2 separate regions of the Mus musculus genome follow, and region 2 is linked to region 1. Evidence: chromatin contacts called from public ChIA-PET data. All regions are on one chromosome and are shown on one strand. Each heading gives the region's core, a stretch centred on a gene start, on an enhancer-like site or on the middle of the called end of the contact. The rest is flanking DNA. Distances are from core to core; before and after follow the strand shown. Region 1 holds the start of Metap1 (methionyl aminopeptidase 1). Region 2 overlaps Rap1gds1 (RAP1, GTP-GDP dissociation stimulator 1).

Region 1 (7,408 bases), core at 2,072-4,571:
CACTGCCCGGCTATTAAAATTATTTTTATAGTTTACTTTTCTGGTTGGTGCCCTACCTATTCATTTCACCTATCAAAACCATATGATAGGAATTCTTAGTGCTCCCATTTTCAAAAGAAAATTCAAACCAGAAGTCACATGGACAATGTCACACCGCAGAGGTGCCGTTCTCCTTTTCAGATAGTTACTCATTCATTCAAATGTGCTGGCCACCGGCTGCCTACAAGTACAGTGACGGGAAGGAGCACTGGGCCATGAGGAGGATAGCTCACCTGATCGAGGACACTGCTTAACTGGTAAGGTAACTGCAGGCCATTACATGGTGCTATAAAAAGGTATAGTTTGGTTGGCTTGGTTTGGTTCCAAAGACAAGCTGGCCAATATTAGGGAACCGAAGAGTGAGAGGAGGGGAAGAAACCTGAAAAGAACACACCCGATGGTGAGGAAAAGCCTTAGGTTCAGCACCTTGTAACTGTGTTTAGGAAAAGTTACAGTGACTCCATCAAGGTGGGGCTGACAGAAGAGCTGTGACTCCAGAGGACACTATTTTGGGTAAGTAAAGAATATGGACACAGCCCTTACTACAGCAGGCGACCCGCCTCGTGTGAGAAGAGCTGCTCTAATGTGGACTCAGAACCTACAACAGTAAGAAGCTCATTACTGCATATGCAGGAGCCAACCGTGGGAAAGCCGACTCGGACACTCAGACCTAGTCTGGTCCTGTCTGAGTGGTTCGTCTATAAAGTGAGGAATTACAGTGGAGAGAGGAACTGCTACAACTGACTCAGTGACAAATTTCACAAGCTAGCCATGGGAGTGGGTATATTTGATTTCATGGCTATCAGTAATACTAGTATACACATACAGACTCCAGCACAGACTACACTCATAGAGATCTCGGATGCTCTACTCGTTCCAACAGAATGCCACCTATGCTCGATGGACAGTATGCTTTTAAGCATTTATATATTCCATAATTTGTAACTATGCTGTCTTCCCCACTTCTCTTTCCTCCCTCCAACCCTTCCCATAAACCTCCTTGCTCTTAATTTCATGGCCTCTATAACTTTGTAATTGTGTGTGTGTGTGTATGTGTTTGTGTGTGTGTGTGTGTGTGTGTGTTTGTAAACATATAAATATGACCTTCTCAGTCCATATAAGGATCCTAATGTGTATGTGATTTCTGAGCTGACCTCTTGGTACTGGATAATCAATTTGGGAGCTAGTGTCAGTACACATTAACCCATGCATGCCACCCAATGGTTTTTAAGATTTCATTTCTATTTTATGTGTATGGATGCTCTGCCTTCAAGTGTGCCTGTGCGCTATGTGCCTGGTGCCTGAGAAGTTTGTGAGAACCACGTGGTGCTGGGAACTGAACTTAGGTCCCCTCAAAGAGCAGAAAGTGCTCTTAACCACTGAGCCATCTCTCCAGCCCAGCCATTTTTTGTTCGTTTTCTTTCTCTTTTTTTGAGATAAGAGTCTCATTATTTAGCAAGGGCTGGCCTTAAAATTCACTAGGTAAACCAGGTTGGCCTAGTAGAGTTCTGCCAGCTTCTGCCTCCAAAGCACCGGGATTAAAGGTGTATGCCACCACACCTAGCGCCTCTCAACTTGAAACCCCTGAATACGAACTATATACATTGATCTAGTCAGATGGCACACAATTTTCATAGCAAATTTTTGTTTTAAATCCAGATTCCACACAGAACTCACTAAGTTAAACTGGAAAACATTAAAGCCACAAGAGGCCCTGCACCAGGTTAATAGCTCCAAGGCTATTTTCAGGTCTCTCTCCTCCAAGTGCAAAGCTTGGAAAGTGATGTCAGCAAGGTCAAGGGTCATATACTCTCTAAAGGCAAGATCATACAATAGTGAAGGACTCTTGCAATGGTTTACTACAATTGCTAAGGCTTTTAATCATTGGCTTCATCTTATTTTATCTTTCCATCTATTTTATCTTAGAAAATAGTTGGTTTTGCTATTTTCATATAACTATTCTTCCCCCCACCCCACCCCCGCCCCCACCCCAGAACCCTGGCCGTCCTGGAACTTGCTTGTACACCAGGCTGACCTAGAACTGACAGATTTGCCTGCCTGACTCCCAAGTGCTGCGATTAAAGGCATGTATCACTTACCACTGGTGACATAATTATTCTTCTTCAACTTTATCTAGATACCAGCATTAAATTGTAGTGGAATCCTTTAAAAAACAAAACGTCTCTAAATGATAGGGCTACAGGGTCTTCCTTAATTTCATTGTCAGCACAATCTTGTACAATACAGAATGAAAGGTACCCTCATTCTCTCTGTATAGAGTAACACTGAAACTGGGGAACTTAAGTAATTTCACTTACTCAAGCTCTCAGAAAAACTAGCATGCCAAGGTCTTTGGCCTATTAACTCCCCTCTCCCAGGAACCTGTCAGTTTATTACCAACGTACTTATATTCTTCTCCTCAACAAATTGTAACTAAGAGCCTAATAACCATCTACTACTTGCCTTGCCATTATTCTGAGTCTAGAAACGCGATGGGACACAAATACTGTTCAATAAATACACACTTCTGTCAGGGCCCCACTCAGTGCTAGGTTTGCTCAGTTGCACAAAAACTACGTCGGAGCCTTGAAGCACAACCCCTGCGGGACTGTCCTTTCTACTCCAGGAACTTCAGTAACAGAAGTGACTCATCTCTTTACCTTACCGGTTCTCAAATTAATAATCTGAGATGCCAACGGAAAAGAATGAATTACACCGACCTCTCTCCACGCCTACACTCAAAGTTACTTAAATGTCAAAGCGCGGTAGTAAAACACAAAAGAAGTGAGACTGAAACAGCTCTCCTCTACGGGAGACTGCAGCCACCCCCAGGCCCCGGCAGGTCGCTTCCGTCTCCGTCCGGGATTGCAGAGACACCGGAGAGAAGCCCCGGGAGCGCGGCCAGCGGCGTCCAGACCCGACCCCGGCTCGGCGGAGGTCTTGGGCTACCGGCTCCCGCGCGTCCCTACCTGCGCACACACCTGGCCGCCCACGGGACCGCGGAGGCCTGGCCCGAACCCGCCGCAGGTCAGCTTCCGCCCCCGAGAGCGCCGGCGGCCGGGCTCCCGGCTCCCGAGGCCCGGGCCGCTCGGAGGCCCGAGCGGGAGGCGACAAGGCCCAGAGGCGGAGGACCGGAGGGGCGCGGGGTGGGCGGCTACCTGCGAGCAGAAGTACGAGCCCTGGATGCCCAGCTTGATGCAGGTGGGACACTGGAGCTTGGCCTCGCTGCTGCAGCCGTCCGTCTCGCACACCCGCGTCTCCACCGCCGCCATGCTGCCTGGCTGCCGGAGGAGGGAGGAACCGCCACAGGGCGGGGAGAGGGACCCAGCCGGGGAGGAGCTCCGATGGCAGGCCTAGGCGCCGGACCGGGAGGACCAGGGCCCGCCCCTACGCAGCGCGCCCCCGCCCCCCTCCGCGCACGCGCGGCCAGGGCCCCGCCCCTTAGCGCGCGCTCACCTGCTGCCCCGCCCCTCCCTCCGGTTCGGCCGACCCCCCGCCCTGACAGCCACGCCCTCTCCGCGCACGCGTAGTGGCGACCCGCCCGGCAGCCTTTACGCCGCCTCCCCTGCCCCGCCCCAAGGCTTGCGGTGGCGGCGACGCCACGTGGGGTCAGCGGAGATCCTACACCCCATGACGTTGGGACCCCGAGCGTGAAATTCTTGAGCCTTCGGTGTTTCATTCACTCGCAGGTGGTTGGGAAGGGCGTGGATTCCTCAGTTTGGTTCGCCGGGAGCTTCTTGGGGACTAATTCCCTTTTCTGAGTTCCGCTTCTCTCTGCCAGTGTTCTCCTCAAAATAAAAAAGAAAGAAAAAATTACGCTCATTCTTAAAAAAATATCAATGGACCGAGATGGGACTGAAATACGCTCTTCCTCATGTCTTTCCACACCCCGCTATTGAAATACATAGCGCTAGTAGCTGCCAGATAGTTCAATATCGATGATTTAAAATATATATATATTATCTGATTTTATAGTTTGAGCGAATTCCACCAATCAAGAATTGAGGGGGGTTAGCCGGGTAGTGGTAGCGCATGCCAAACTTTAAACCTAGCACTCAGATCTAGAGGCAGGCAGATCTCTCTGAGTTGGAGGCCAGCCTGGTCTACAGAGTAAGTTCTTGGATAGCCAGGGTTACCCATAGAAACCCTGTCTCAGAAAACAAACCAAAAGAGAAAAGAAAAGAAATGCGAGAATTAAAAGGCTCTAGAGTTTATCAGATACAACCCGGTAGCCTAAATCTTTCAAACACATAATCAGTAGACAACAACTGCCGTTTTCTATTTTTTTTTTTTGTTTGTTTGTTGCTAGAGGAATGCTGTGACTTTTAAAAAAATCTTTTCCACCTTAATACACCAGAAAAGCTCATGTTTTCTTGAATAACTTTTCCTGTATAACCAACCACTGTAAACTTTTAATAAAAATGTATACATTTAAGAAAATTAGTGACTGCATATGTGTATATGTTTGTATATGACATCTAACTGTATAAATCCCAGCTTCCTAAACTGTGGCTCTCAACTTCTAAATATGGAGTAACAAAATTTTTGGCAATAGTAAGCAGTTTTTGACAGCCTAACAACCAAAAGTTATTTCAGAATTAAACGCAACACTCAGCATGTGCATTGGACTTCTCTGCAGTCTGATCCTGCATCCACTGCACGTACACTCTGTATTGCGGGTGCTGTCACATAGGCAGTGACAAACACATCCTGGTTTCTTTACAGAAGACAGAGACATCTAGTATTCTTCTGTCATTCTTCATTATGTATCCAATCAGGTTGTCTTTGGATTGAGTTAGCCTCAATAGCAGCAATCCTATAGTGGCTAGAACTCTGCATAGAGAATTGAATATTTGCGTCCAGGCATTGCTGTTTTGAGTTACTGACTTTAATTTCATTTTGAAAAAGTTATTAAGTGGTCTTTGGTTTGGATTGAACAGAATTTCCAACAATTTTTTAAACAGACAAAAAGAGACTTCTGCTATTTGAACCATGAGAAACAGCGTTCTCAACATTGACAACTATAAATCAAGATACTAATCAAACCGGGCGTGGTGGCACACGCCTTTAATCCCAGCACTCAGGAGGCAGAGGCAGGCGGATCTCTGAGTTTGAGGCCAGCCTGGTCTACAGAGTGAGTTCCAGGACAGTCAGGGCTACACAGAGGAACCCTGTCTCGAAAAACCAAAAAAAAAAAAAAAAAGATACTAATCAACTATGAAAAACTAAAGATACTTTATGACCTATAGTGTCAAATATTCTACCAAGCTTCCTTCCCTCTCCCCCACTCTCTTCTCTCTCTCTCTCTCTCTCTCTCCCCCCCCCCCATTGTTGTTCTTTGGTTTTTCTAGACAGGGTTTCCTCTCTGTAGTCCTGGTCCTGGCTGTCCTGTAACTTGCTCTGTAGACCAGGTTGGCCTCCAACTCACAGAGATCCACTTCTGCCTCCTGAGTGCTGGGATTAAAGGCAAGAGCTACTACACCCAGTTCTAGATTTCTTTATGTAGAATAAACAAGCACACATGTCTCAATAGAGCAAATTTGCTCTTATCTTTAATAAAAGGTATTATGTTAAATTTTTCTAGGGGCTGGAGAGATGGCTCAGCACTTAAGAGAGCTTCCTGCTCTTGCAGAGGACCTGAGTTCAGTTCTCAGCACCTGTGTCAGGTAGCTCACAACCACTGTGACTGTAGCCCCTGGGGGTCCTTCTCCCTCTTCTGCTGCCCATGGTCATCTGTACACACACAGATACTCACACAGATACATACACATGAATTAAAATATATTTTAAATATCCTTTAAAAATTATTCTACATATGAAAAAGAATAGTATGTGTATGTTGTGTTGACCCACACTGTGGCAGGCATTTGGAGGTCGGGGGACATGTTGGAGGGTTGTTTCTCTCCTTTTACCATGTGACTCCCAATGATGGAATACACACAGGCTGACCTGGCATCAAGTGCCTTTACCAGCTGAGCCATCTTACTGGCCCTAAAGAACCAAAGTAAAGGTCTTTGGAATTTACTATCAGTGAATGTCTGGTTTGTATACGGTTATATATACCTCTATACTTAAGGTTGGGTAAATAGGGTCACAGGCAAAAAGGGTCACAACTGAAAGGCTCATCAAGTCCTAATACGTATAAAATATATAGAGAAGACTGGCAAGATGGCTCAGTGGTAAGAGCTCTTGCCCTTCAAACATCGTGACCCCAGTCCAAGAACGTATGGAGAGGTGGAAGGGGGGAGGTAACTGCACAAAGTTGTCCTCTGATTCCCAACATGCACCCTGCCTTAGTCAGTGTTATAGCTGTGAAGAGACACCATGACTAAGGCAACTTTTATAAGAGAAAACACTTCATTGGGGCTGGCTTACAGTTCTAGAGGCTTAGTCCATTGCCATCATGGCGGGAAGCATGGCAGCATGCAGGCAGGTAGGATGCTGGAGGAACTGAGTGTTCTTATCTTGATCGGAAAGCAGCCAAAAAGAAACTGTTCCACACTGGGTGAAGCTTGAGCATAGGAGACCTCTAAGCCCGCCTACACAGTGATGTACCTCCTCCAACAAGACCACACCTCCTAATAGTGCCACTCCCTTATGAGCGAAGCAGTCAAACACATGGATCTACGGTGGTCAAACCTATTCAGACCACCACACAACCCAGGTGCAAATGCACATATATACCACACAAATTTATAAAATATATTTTAACTGAACCATATAATGCAATGTATTTACTTGCTTTCATTACTGTATTGTAGACTTATTTTTATTGTTACTAATACACTTTTCTCTCAGACTTTAGTGACTGCATATATTCTATTGTATGAATAATTTTCTAAACCAAAGACACTAATAATGGGAATACAGGCTATTTTTAATTGTCATTTACTATAAAGGTATCAGTAAGCACCCTAGGACTTTGTGTGTCTCCTCTTTCACTTGCTGAATCAAAGGGCTTTTGCAGTTCACCATATCTTTACATAGCTCATTATATAATTCCCTATAAAACATTTAAAAGGAAAGACAGTAACCTTACAATGGAGAAACATGTTGTCTAATATACAGAAAATATACAGGAAAGTACAAATCAATTTTGTACATTTTCTTATATGAACCATGAAGAAGTTGGCATATCTACAAAACCGATCCTATATCAAACAAACCCAAACTGGGGAATATATATATATATATATATATATATATATATATATATATATCACCTGCAATGTTCAAAACATGTTGTTTATGTGTGGCTCTGGCTCAATTTATGAGCCCCTTCTGTCATGATTCCTTACGTTGGGCCTTGGCCCTCTTGCAATAGCTAACTGCCTGGTTGCCAGCTGAACCCTGCAATTTCATTCTTATA
Region 2 (7,408 bases), core at 1,748-4,247, 550 kb after region 1:
GCATTCTTAAAGAGTGCTATGAATATTAGAAACTAAAATACTGCACCAGGCATCTTCTTGCTTATTACTAATTTGAAAGTTCAAGCCAATGTTAGTTTTATGGGAAAGATGCAAGACTATCATTTTGTGGAGTTCTGGCTGAAAACTCCAAAGAAAATATAAATCCAGAGAGTAGAAAAACTCCTGGTTCTTTGTTTGAGAGAGATTTGTCATTTTTGTTCCCCTTGGTTGATTAAGTCAGAAGCAGAAGCAATGTAGGGAGGAAACCAGTCCCACATGAAAGGAAGTCAGAGGAGAAACGTGCAGCAGGAACGCAGAGGCAGGAACTGAAGCAGAGGCCGCAGACCTTACTCACTGGCCCTGCTCCCCACGGCCTGCTCAGTCTGCTTTATGGCAGCACCTAGGTCTACCAGTCCAGGGATGGCGCTGCCCACAGCGAATGGGCCTCCCCTACGTTGGTCAACAATCAAGATAATGTACCACAAGCCTGCCCAGAGGCCAATCTGGTGGGGGAACTGACTCCAGTCTGTGTTAACAGAAAACTAAGCAGCCCAGATATAACCAGTAAAGACACAGACGTGCTCATGTTCCCTACATGTGGCCATGTGACACTGGTCTACTTCAGGTCTTTTGTCAACAGAAGACATTACCATTTGAAGCACCTTGACTTTAGACCCCTAGGTGAGGAGCCAAAGTAAGTATCTTTGGTTTAAACCAGCCTGTCTCAGACTAAGGAAATCACTAATTGTGTTTTACCTAGATTTTCATGTTTTGAACATGACAGTATTGCCTTTGGAGAACCACAAACCACAAAGAACCAGCTATAATCTCCCTGCAATCCCAATTCTCAGGAGACTGAGGCAAGATAGGAACCTCTTACATTTGAGGCCAACATGAGTTACATAGTGGGTTCTTGTCCAGCCGGGGCTACAATGTAATACCATGTCTCAAATTTTAAGAGAGGCAAAACAAAACCACAGGGCTTAGTCTTCCTGAGTGGATGAATGGCATCGTCAGGGTGCCGAACATCCTCTTACTCTGAGTTACTTGTCTTCCATCACCTGAGTGCCAAGGTACTATCAAGACTATACGATAGTTCAGTAGTCTCCATAACTGCTGGTACCTTGATTAATTAATATAGAATATATATTATTCCTCTAAACACACTTACCTAAGGTGAAATTTAGCTTATAATTAAGAGATTAGCAATAACTAATAACAAAACAGAATAGTTAAAGCAAAAGATATATCAACGTGCTCTTATTCTCTCACAGTATCTTGCTGTTTACCCCTCTCCTTCTCTCTCTCTCTCTCCTTCTCTCTCTCTCTCTCTCTCTCTCTCTCTCTCTCTCTCTCGTGATGACAGATAGAACATTGCCTATATGGCAAGATAAAGTGAGGCTTAGCACTATCTGGCACAATACACTGTGATCCATCAGATCACGTTTCTGTTCACGTTCCCACCCACAAATTTAATGTCCTTTCTATTTTGTCACCTACTCCTCTCTAGCTTAGTTTAAGGTCTAACAGCACAACTAGCATTAAGTCTTTCCTTCTCCATAGCTTATGGGTGAAAAACAAGGTTGGTTGTTTCCACGGACCTTTGTAATAACGGCATACATTTTTTTTCTTTCTGTTCAGTGAGAACCCCTCCCTTTTCATCTAAAGGGGATACTTGGTGGGCTCTCTTTAGCATCATCAAATGGCAAACATTACCACTTTTGAGTTGGGGGCCATTACTAAGTAACATAAAGGCCATTTGAGGACAAGTAAGAAGATACTACCAGGGTCAACCTTTCAGAGAAGTTGACCTGACACAGCACTGAAAACTGAGGCAGCTCCTGAAGGCCAAGCGGCGGAAGCACACAGCACATGGGTGACTCTGTGTCAGGAGGAATGGAGCCATACCTTGTAATGCTGACATGAGTGCTAAGCACTCTCAAAGTTACAGGTTCTTTACTTAGAGAGCTTTCATATTTGTGCCCCTTAACCAACAGCAACTAGATCTGCTAATAATGAAGATTCTTACACATGACTGAGGACATCAGTTAACTTCACTCAATGACGTAACCGTATCGTACTAGAGCTTCACGTGGTCTTTACCGACAACAACTCAGTGTCGGAATGATCGCTATAAAATCAAATAAAATCTAAAAATCCTAAGAATTTTACTGTGGGTCACTGTGACATGAAAGGTCAATTTTTACAAGTACCTGCTGGATCCTTTTGATAGAGGTCAGTCTTCCTTTATTTGTAGGATGTTTATCTTCTGTATTGCTTTCTTTGACTGGTTTGTCTTTAGGACTCTAATTACATCACCTTTACAGAAATGATACTGATCTATCTTTGATATTAATCATGTCTTCTCTGATTCATTCTTTTTTTATTTTTTAATTTCAACCTTTTCTTTCCCATATTTTCAGCCACATTTAATTTACTATAAATTTCTTAAGTGCTTGTCACGTTCTTTCATTTCTTCTGGTCAACCCTAACTTTACATCTTCCTGGCCTTTACACACTTAGGTTTTAAAGTTTCTGACTCGGTTTTTCCTTTTTATGTTTTCAAAAGCTTACCTAATGATATTAGTAAAAGTTACAGTGGGTTGTTTGTTTTTGGTAACTGCTTCATAAATCGTTTTTATTGGGAAAAAGAATGTTTTTGGTAGCTAAGATATTTGGGTTTTGTTTGTTTTCTGCTTTCTTCTTTATATACCTCAGCAGAAATCTTGATTCAATGAGTAATTGAATACAACTTAAATACAGTAATGGTAAAGACCTGAGATGAATACCTAGACTTTCTTTCAAAACCTCTCACGTCTAACCAACCAAAAGGACTTAGTGTGTGTGATAGTTACTTGTCACGGACAACTTGACTGAATTTGCAATGATCAAGGAAGCTCAGAGGAACACCCCTTGCTATCTGAGAGGGTGCTTCAAGAGACAACAGAGCCAGGGTGAGAAGACACATTCTGGATGTGGGTAGCATCACCCCATGGGCTAAGTGGGAGTCAGACAGAAGAAAGGTGGGGGAAAGAAAAAGCTAGCTCAGCGTGCGTGCTTCCCCTCTCCTCCGTCCCCAGTCCTGCCCTGCTTCCCTTCCTGCTGCTGGCCCTCCCGACTGCTTGGCTTTTCATGCTTACATCACTGTGCTTCCTCTTTCTCCTCCTCCTCCTCCTCTTCCTCTTCCTCTTCATGATGGACTGGACCTTCTGATTCAAAAAAAATCAACTTTCCCTCTCTTGTTTCTGGCTGGTATTATGGTCATGGTTAACACAAAATTAATTAGTATTGCATGTCTTATAATCTTGTGCTATTCTTATTTCTATAGTCACTTAACTTCTTCTTGGTTCTTGCATTTCACCAGGCATCCAAGAGTTTCGAGTAACTCCTTCACTCCCCATAATAGTCCTCTTGATTGGCACGTGAGATCTGTGTGCCACCTTTGTCACAGGACCTTGCATATATCACTTGCATGCTCAAGTGATTCTTCAACCTGAAGCTCCTCCCCCCTCCAGCCTTTAACTGGAGCCACAAGCAAGCACCACTAAGCTTGGTTTCCCATGAACTTTTAAACAGCCAGTACTGCAATCTAGCCCAAGACAAAGGTCTAAAAAATGCCCTACCCAGTCTGGAGTTTCCTCTCTGAAGAAAAAGGAAATGGTGGTTCTCACCCTAGGGTGCATGGTTTCCTGTTCTGTTCTTACTGGGTAGTTTATGCAGTCTTGGCAAAAATCTCTCTAGAAAGTATCTTTAACTGAGTAAGCTACGCTTTTTTTTTTCTCCTAATAATGTGAAACCTATCTCCTAGTTTTGATGAAGGCACAGATATGTTTAATTGGTTTATCTTATTTCCTAAGTGAGCTGCATGGAGTTTTAACGACCATTATTAGGTGGAGGTCTTAAAGACTCACTTCATCAGAACTACCATGGCTTTTTACCTGACTTCTTTAGTTTAGCTGAGATGGTCATACATTACCTTTTTCTTTTGTTCTTTCCTACACTGATGTATGTGCACATATGCATGCCTTGTGCCCACAGAGGTCAGAAGAACTGGATCACATGAAACTGGAGTTTAGGGTGGTTATGAGGCCCATGTGAATGCTGGGAGCTGCATATGGGTCCTCTGCAGGAGCAACAAGTGCTTCTGTTTGAGGAGTCACCTCTTTAGCCCTCTTTCACATGTTCTTTTCTTTTCTTTTTTTTTTTTTTAAATGTGGGATGGTCTTTGAGGCTGTCAGATTCCCTGGAAGTAGAGTTTAGACAGTTGTGAGCTGCCATGTGATTGCTGGGAATTGAACTCAGGACCTCTGGAAGAGCAGATACTACTCTTAACTGCTGAGCCATCTCTCCAGCCCCTCACATATTCTTAAATGCTCTATTTCTTTGGTTAAAACAAAACAAAACAAAAAAAACCTATAGTATATCATTAGTATTAGCCATAAACATATAGCAAGCCATGGAAACAACAACTAAGAAATATAACATAAATAAAAATAAACAACTGAATTTAGCCTGCACAGAAAACAACTTCTATTTCTGCATTTGATAATGGGGAAGAAAAAAAGAGTGAAATTTATTCTAGACAATGCTATGAAAAAGTTAAACAATACTTTTTTTTCCATTTCTCCACATAGCAGCACATCATTAAGAGTAGATTTAGTGAAGCTTCTGATATCTGGTTTTTCAGTCCCTTATACAGAAGCAAGTTTTGCTACTACTAAAGGCATAGCACAGGCGAAGACTAACAAGACACACACATTCAGAGAAGTTGCATGAACAACTTGTACACAAAAGTACGTGCTTAGAATTACAGCCAGGTGGAAGTTTAAAAACAGTAGAATGAGCTGCAGGACACCTCTGGATCCTCTAGTAGTTTCTCTTGCAAGGTGACCGAGACCCCAAAATATTTGGATACCACAGGCTATTCACTGTTTTAAATTCCCAAATGAGAATGAAACACTGTAACCATACTAGAACTCAGCAAACACTTGCTGAAAGTCATGTAGCTATAAGCAGAATCAAATGAAACCAGAACAAACAGCCTGATTTCTTGGCTGGTGGCCTTCCTGTATTTACTAAAAATATTTAAAAAGTGAGATCAAAGCGTTTATATGAGTGAATGTTGTTAATTTAGATCAGAGATTTATACAGAGTACTTGCTTAAGCAAAATGTACTCCAGTGAGCATTCAAGTCTTCTAATTCTTACCTTTAAAAATTGACGTAGGTACTAAACCAATGAAGGGTGGGGCAAGCAAGAAGAAATCCACAACAAGGTGAAAAAAAAAATTCCGATGTCAGTAGCATGAAATAGCCAGTCAATAGAGTATTGTCCTCTACCTAACAGCTACTAACCATGTAAGCTACAATAAAGACTGGCCTGGCAAGATGAGATATGCCCAAGGTGGGAATATTGGCACAAAGGATATCAGGGGTAAACAAGTGCTGTCTGCTTAGATTTATGCCTGATACATAGAAGAGAACCTATGTGTGGAACTGTTAACTGACTTTAGAACTCAATACTGTGGGCCTCCTTGGCCCCAGCAGTGAACCTACTAGTGTTTTGCTAAACTGACTTAGTATCAAGCTCTCATTCCTCACCAAAGCAGTTTCTCTGTACAGCAAACGGTGTTTAATGCAGAAACTCACAACTGGCCAAAGCACAGAAATCAAGTGACTGTGGGATCCTTAGAGACCAATGGGACATGTGTGTTACTTCCTGTCCACCACAGCTCAGGGAACACTGGGAAGGAGAGGGCAGAAATGTTTCAGTGTCATAGGTTGGGAAGGACACAACAGGACTGATGTATTCAGGAACTCAAGGCACTGTGGTTACCTGCACAAGACCTGCTCAAGATCTTGCCAGCCAACATTCCAGAATGGAAGAAGAAAGGCTCACAAGCTCCAAGCCCTAGCTGAGAAGCTATGGGTAATTCATGGTCACTAGGGAAGGGAGAGTCAGTTTTCTTTATGGGTATATTTCCTGGTAGGTGGGAAACACTCCGGTGGACAGCCCCCCACCAATATGTATATGGATACTACAAAGTTGACTCCATCATTAAATTAAATGAAGATATGAAGTTGGGGGAGGATGTACCCTGCAGAAGTTAGGGGGAGGAACAGGGGTGAAAATGATCAAAATACATTGTATGGATGTGCAAAATTCTCCAAGAATTAATAAAAGGGAGCCCGGGATGGTGGTGTATAGTATTTAGAAAGCAGAGATAGTCAGATATTCAAATTCCAGGACAGCCATGACTGTTAGTGTGACCCTGTCTCAGCATTCTGTGAAAGAGGGTAAAATGGCGGCAAAGGTGTCTGAAAAGGTCACATGGATTCATACTAGTTATTTACCTAACATTACACACAGTACACATAGATATATATATAATTTAAATGGGATTATCTCACCTGGTGTGGCAATGCTTATCCCCCACCCCTAAGCCATACACTATTTAACAAACCCCCCCAGGATCAGACATGAGAAGCTCTGTATGAGCTGTTTGTCAGAGGAGTCCAAGAGACTCCCAAAACATTACAAGGTATTGTTCTTGTTGCCTCCTGGAGAATGAAGGTAAGTTCTTACTGCTAACGATACCATGTGCTTTGGGCACAGAACCCAGAGGATCTGAGCCTTATCTAACCTGAAAGCCTCTTCCCTGAGAGCCAGCTTTCATGGTACCAGAAGTTGCACGAAGGCTTCCAAGGGCAGGGAAGTCTACAACAGTCCTACACATTATGATGCTGATGGCCGGCATAGCATGATGACCCTAAAGGTATAATATAGTGACCAACTGCTCTCTAACTGGACTTAAGGCTTTCTCAACAATTGGGAAATCAATCACACCTTATACTGGAAGACTAACCAACTTCTTGGGGCTGGTGAAGTCATAAATCTGAAAGAACCTACAGCCACCACTTTTCTAAACTAGACTAATTCCTAAATGCCTTCTAAACATTTATTCTTAGCCAGGCGTGGTGGTGCACGCCATTAATCCCAGCACTTGGGAGGCAGAGGCAGGCGGATTTCTGAGTTCGAGGTCAGCCTGGTCTACAAAGTTCCAGGACAGCCAGGGCTACACAGGGAAACCCTGTCTTCAAACAAACAAACAAATAAATATTTATTCTTATTCTCACAAATAAGTGCAGCTTTAATGTCTCAAAAAAAAAAAAAGGCTTCTCTTTGCATAGATGGACACCATCATAAAAAATCACAACCAATAGTCAGAAAAACAAATGAAGGTGTGATGCCCAGCCTCAGCTGACTGACCTAAAACACAACTCCTGCAACCAAAGGCTCAGGGAACACAGTGGAAGAGGGAGCAGAAAGACTCTAGGGGCCATAGAAGCAGGAGTCTGCTGTGAGACTGTGTGTCTCCTAGAAATGTCACGATGCTACACCCACCATGT

The links. ChIA-PET counts read pairs in DNA pulled down with a chosen protein or histone mark.
Region 2: an RNA polymerase II ChIA-PET map of memory CD8 T cells shows a contact between it and region 1, with 13 read pairs. The contact joins the enhancer-like site here to the promoter of Metap1 in region 1. A contact is called at or near these places in 5 of 115 datasets of contacts at active chromatin or transcription factors (bone marrow-derived macrophages, cardiomyocytes, embryonic hindbrain and 2 more).

What each region holds. Positions count from the first base shown.
Region 1 is chr3:138,486,061-138,493,468 of GRCm38.p6, forward strand. It overlaps Metap1 (methionyl aminopeptidase 1), which reads right to left and starts at 3,322. Exons shown (of 11, transcript NM_175224.4): 1 at 3,198-3,322. The coding sequence starts at 3,311. It overlaps Gm32553 (a long non-coding RNA gene), which reads right to left and starts at 2,001. Exons shown (of 2, transcript XR_001784010.2): 1 at 273-2,001.
Region 2 is chr3:139,039,059-139,046,466 of GRCm38.p6, forward strand. The region is part of intron 2 of Rap1gds1 (RAP1, GTP-GDP dissociation stimulator 1); the gene reads right to left. Among named protein-coding and RNA genes, the nearest start is that of Rap1gds1, 32 kb to the right of the region's middle. Within about 2 kb of position 2,998, at least 138 of the 459 cell types and tissues checked have an H3K27ac peak or open chromatin away from gene starts, as enhancers often do. A contact at or near this core is called in bone marrow-derived macrophages and memory CD8 T cells, where this site is marked.